Regions from separate parts of the Sus scrofa genome. Here region 2 is linked to region 1. Evidence: chromatin contacts called from public Hi-C data. All regions are on one chromosome and are shown on one strand. Each heading gives the region's core, a stretch centred on a gene start, on an enhancer-like site or on the middle of the called end of the contact. The rest is flanking DNA. Distances are from core to core; before and after follow the strand shown. Region 1 has its middle 47 kb from the start of CDK1. Region 2 overlaps ARID5B (AT-rich interactive domain-containing protein 5B).

Evidence for each region. A called contact is a pair of places that touch in the nucleus more often than the background predicts.
Region 2: a contact with region 1 is called in a Hi-C map of embryonic fibroblasts, with 4 times the contacts expected there. The contact joins two enhancer-like sites. A contact is called at or near these places in 2 of 47 Hi-C or Micro-C datasets (embryonic fibroblasts and fetal skeletal muscle).

Annotation. Positions count from the first base shown.
Region 1 is chr14:64,279,472-64,282,171 of Sscrofa11.1, reverse strand. No RefSeq gene overlaps it. Among named protein-coding and RNA genes, the nearest start is that of CDK1, 47 kb to the right of the region's middle. Within about 2 kb of position 1,306, at least 61 of the 83 cell types and tissues checked have an H3K27ac peak or open chromatin away from gene starts, as enhancers often do. A contact at or near this core is called in embryonic fibroblasts, where this site is marked.
Region 2 is chr14:65,544,923-65,547,622 of Sscrofa11.1, reverse strand. The region is part of intron 4 of ARID5B (AT-rich interactive domain-containing protein 5B); the gene reads right to left. Among named protein-coding and RNA genes, the nearest start is that of ARID5B, 140 kb to the right of the region's middle. Within about 2 kb of position 1,287, at least 18 of the 83 cell types and tissues checked have an H3K27ac peak or open chromatin away from gene starts, as enhancers often do. A contact at or near this core is called in embryonic fibroblasts, where this site is marked.

The DNA.
Region 1 (2,700 bases), core at 57-2,556:
AGAAAGAACATAAAGTACTTCTAGGATAAGACCAGAAGTTTAAGAACCACTAGCCTAACACATATTACATTATTATATCATATTTACATTACATTAGAGATTAGATTAGAGTTCACTTACATGTTATACTGCACTTATATTATATGTGTTAATATATATTTTATAGCTTTCATAGTATGTTTACTACTGTCTTAACAAATGATGAAAGTTAACATCACCAGTGATGGGACAAATCAACATCACGGCTCCCCATGTAATTTACTGGAAAGACACAATGTAATTCCTATGGTATTCCTAACAAAAATGCACATCCTGAGTCTAATCACAAAGTAACATCACACTGACATTCTACCAAAAACTTTGCTTGTACTTTTCAAAAACATCAACATATGTATTTTAAAAATAGGAATAAAAACAAAGCAAAAACCAAGAAATGGTTTGTTTAAAGTAGCTTAGAGAGGTATGACAAGCAAATGCTATATATGACACAGGGGTTTCTTTTACTGTGAAAATAATATTAATGGCAATTGTAAAAACCTGAATAAAGTCCTTAAATTAGAGAATAACATCTGTTAATTTCTTGATCTAGATTACTTGTACAGTGGTTATGTCAGAGAATGCTCTTGTTTTTAGGAAATACACAGTAAATAGGGGAAAAGTATCATTTCTGCTGTTGACTCAGTTCAGAAGACAATAGGAGGAAAGGGGAGGAAAGAAAAGAGCAAAGGTGGTAAAATTTGAATATTTGGAATCTGGGAAAAGGAAGTTCAGAAATTCTTTGCATCATTCATGTAATTTTCAGTCAGTCCGAAATTATGCCACAATAAGAAAAAAGGGCAAAAGTTTACTCAATGAATACATGAGTGAATCTTTTCCATAGACCCCGATTTCTTCAGCTTCTGGATGTAGATGTAAGAAAGATTAATCGGAGGAAAAAGAGTCTTTTAATGGTCATTATCACATCCTCCCACAGCTTTAACAAAATGTGCTGAAAGTGCGTCCAAAATCTACCTCCCCTTGCAATTTTCTTCAAAGGGCCTTTAACTCTCCAGAAATCGAGGTTTTCATTACAGGAACTCCAAATGACTTTGTTTCTACTTTGATGTGGGGGAAAGAGGGATCGCTTGCCAGCCTCTAACACAACACGAAGAGGAAAGAGTAATTCTATAATTACCCCTGGAAGAATTTAGAAGGGCACTTGCAGTCACATCTCAGCTTTGGCCATCATGAGTTAGGGCAGTTGATCCCAAGCTGCTCTCTATTCGGGAAGGCTCCCGAGGACAGGGCCAGGGGGTGGGACCCGGTATCCGTGACTCTTGGTTCCGCTTCTCTGGTCTGAAAGTGCATCGCCTGTGGCTTGACGGCTTTGAGGGTGAAAAAGGAGCCTGGGCCATCTAGGATTGGCTGAAATGTGTGTGGTTAAGAGTCTAGCCCTCAGTATAATTAAAAGCAGACCTTGGGAGTGAGTGAAGGATTTTTTTTTCTTTCTTTCTTTTTTCAACAACACGCCCTCAATTTTTTTTTAACAATTCAATTCTGCAATGGTCGCCTCGCCCGCCTCCCTCTAGTGGTCGCGAATGGGATCGTCACGGCCAGAGAAGCCATTGTGTTTCTGACTGTGGCTTCCCAGTTCAGAAAGGGGTTGTGAGCTTTGGTTTATTTTAAGAGCAAGCGCCTTTATGAACTAACTGGTTACTCCAACCTAAGTTAAAGACATTAAACCTTAGAGAGGTTAAAGAAATCTCCCGGGGAGCAGAGCAAATTCAAAGAGCTAACCCAGGACAGGAACTTCAGCCAATAGAAGGGTTCCAGCCCCTCTTAGAACGACTTGAAGAGGAACCCAATGGCTTCCCACACAAATGGAGGATCCGCAAATCCATACTTAAAAGAAAATACGAAGCCCTTATCTCCTTATCATTCACAGCCTACAGAGCTCTGCACACCCCACCCAGCTTACTGTCTACTTACCCCTCTCCCAGGCTCTGTGGGCTTCCACCAGCTGCTTTATGTTTAGTATGGAGCCAGCAGCATTGTCTGGCATTAGACTGTGCATTTATGTATCTGTTCACTGTCTTCCACTGCGGAAGTATAAGCTCCCTGAAGGCTGCTTTTCCTTTATTGCCATCTCCCCAACACCTACCACATAGATTCCCATGGTTGACATAAAAAAATCACCACAGCAATTTTTTTTTCCTGATGCCTAGAAACAACGGAAAATTCTTTTACATTTCTGGAGGTCAGAAGTCCGAAAGCAGTTACACTGAGCCAAAAATCAAGGTGTTGGGGTTCTCTGTTGTGGCCCAGCAGGTTAAGAACCCAATATAGTGTCCATGAGGATGTGGGTTTGATTCATGGCCTTGCTTAGTGGGTTAAAGATCTGGCATTGCCACAACTTTTGGTGTAGGTAGCAGATGCGGCTCAGATCCAGTGTTGCTGTGGCTGTGGAGCAGGCTTCAGCTGAAGCTCCAATTTGACCCCTAGCCTGAGAACTTCCATATGCTGCAGGTGCAGCTGTAAGAAGGAAACAAAACAAAACAAAACAAAAAACCAAAACAAAACCAAATCAACGTGTTGGTAAGGCCACACTCTCTCCAAGGGCTGTAGGGTTCAAAGAACAGTCTGTTCTTTGCTTCTTGGACTTTGTGGTGGTGGGTGGCACATCTTAGCGTGTAGCTGTATCACTCTAGTCTTCAAGGCTAT
Region 2 (2,700 bases), core at 38-2,537, 1.3 Mb before region 1:
TAAATGATTCCCTGAAAATTTTAATTCCAATCCACAGTTATATTCCATATACTCCACACCGAACAGAGTGGGGCCAGAAAACTGCAGCTCCTGGTACTCAGAATCTGATAACTGCTTGAATCTGCCCATGAATTCACAAAGCATTAATTATATATACCTTTAAGAACATCATAAAAAGTTTACTTTTATTCTGTTCTCCTATAAATAATTTTCCACACCCAATAGAAATGTTTGAGAAGCAACTGTTGCTTCTGAGATATGAACACACTGGACCACTAAGAAGCACAACTCTATCTTGGGGGAACTTTCTAACTTAAATGATGAATTTAAAGCAATAGGCACGGTTAGGGAGAAAAAAAAAAGGATACAAGAGTATTACCATTTTTAAAAAAATTATTCTGACAGTTTCCTTTTTAAGTGTAATATTTTTTTCTCAAATAAAGGCATTAAAAATATGAGTCTACACAGACATAAAGAACAGACTGGTGGTTGCCAAGGGGGTGAGGGAAGGGAGTGGGATGGACTGGGAGTTGGGGGTTAGATGCAAACATTCCATTTAGGATGGACAAGCAGGGAGTTCCTGTTGTGGCTCAGCAGTAAGGAGCCTGACTAGTATCCATGAAGACATGGGTTTGATTCCCTGGCCTCACTCAGTGGATTAAGGATCCGGCATTGCCATGAGCTGTGGTTGCAGATGTGGCTTGGATCCTGAGCTGCTGTGGCTGTGGTATAGGCCAGCAACCACAGCTCCTATTTGACCCCTAGCCTGGGAACTTCCATATGCCGTTTAAAAAAAAAAAAAAAAAAAAAAAAAGATGAGTCCAGAGTTGGGAACTGAGATGAGAGCCTCAAATACCCTCAAGACCAGACAGCCCTGAACAGGGACCCAGGGGTGTGAAGTGTCACACTTGCCAGCTGCGACATCATGGCCGCTTGGAGTTTCCCTGTTTGCTTTAGCCCAAGTCATACCTTAATGTTGCCTGAATCCCACTGAATACTAATAGCAATTTAGCATTTCCAGGGAACTACCCTCTCTCAGAATCCAGGCCTTCTCCTACAGCTGGTGGAAGGGTGAGCAGTAGTGTCCTTAGAAAGAGGGTGGAAAAAAAAAAAAAAGGCAGGCTTTATATGAGGTCCAGTCATTTTGACTCTGTGTCACTGAGATCCCCAAGAGTCACTAATGAGAATGGAATGTATTACTACATTTGTCATACCTGGACTGCTCGGGCAACTTCAGTCTAAAATAGCCGTGGACTTCATTGACTGCTCAACAAACCATGGAAGTAAACACTTTTGAAATCCCTTCCAAACATGCCCTGCCTTACTCACTCCTTATTTCATACTTGTGAGTACTGGAGCCATTGTTAATGCCTCTGATCAAAGTTTTAGTAATTTCACAGGCATGCGATTTGCATAGCTATTTCCTGATCCGCCTTCTCTCTGCCCTGGAGGTCTTCATTTCTCAGAAACACTTAAAAACACAGATTATTTGACTTCTCCCCTCCCCCACCCTATAAATGGAACTTGACTTGCTAGCTCATCTGTATTGCTAATTGGTTTGAAAGCATGTGACTCCATGCATTCTTGCCATTAATTCACCAGCTAACCTCTTTTTAAGTCAGGTTTTACCAGCAGTGATGGGCAGATCTCTATCTGTGCCTGGAGGGGGGAGACAGATTTAAATGACCAAATGGTATCTCTGTATTATTCCGAAATGATGGAATGAATTCCACAGGAATGCAGAAATGTTCTAGAAATCTATAATAGGCTTGTCTGAGAGGGCACTGGCAAAGAAGATAGGGATTATAGTTGCTTTTCACTCCCACTTGCAGAGTAGGGGGAACAGCCTGGAGCTCAATCTGCATGTGGACTGGAGAGAGATTCTGGGTTTTCAGAGGACTGACTCTTTCAGGAGAGAATTCTGGAAAAGGGCAAGGAGACCGAAATCAATGCCAGACCTTCCAAACTTTGGTCTATTCTGACTACCCACAGTATCCTTCAGGGGAACCATGCTCAGATGAAAGAGTTTCTTCAGGATCTGTAAAGGCTCAGAGCTGCTTTGCAAACAGTCATCTTTGGGGCAATGAAATCTATAAATTATGGCATCAGGAACCTATTGAAAGACCTGGGCCTTAGAATTCCAAATATTCCGTAAAGAGACATCTGGGCAGAACAGATACCCAAGGGCTTGGTTCTTAAGGGAGAGGAGGCAGCGCCATCTAGGTGCTCAGGCTACATGCAGAGGGTCTGGTCTCCTCCCCTAGCTGCAAAGTCTAATCATGAAGTCACAAACCCAGCAAAACCAATCGTGGACTCTAAGATCCCGTAGTGGCTCAAACTTCCACTTTCACATCTACCTGACAACTCACTTCTCCTGCTGTTCATCTCCCCAGATGCCAGGTACCCACCAGCCATTTCCAAGCCCCACGCCCCTTGAGTAATGGAGAAGATTATGCTGGATGTTGAGGTGTGTGTGTGTGGGGGGGAACCTGCATGAGAATTATTACAATTAGAAGGGTACTATCTAGTTCCCGTCATGGCGCAGTGGTTAATGAATCCGACTAGGAACCATAAGGTTGTGGGTTTGATCCCTGGCCTTGTTTAGTGGGTTAAGGATCTGGCATTGCCCTGAGCTGTGGTGTAGATTGCAGGCACGGCTCGGATCCCCCGTTGCTGTGGCTCTGGCGTAGGCTGCCAGCT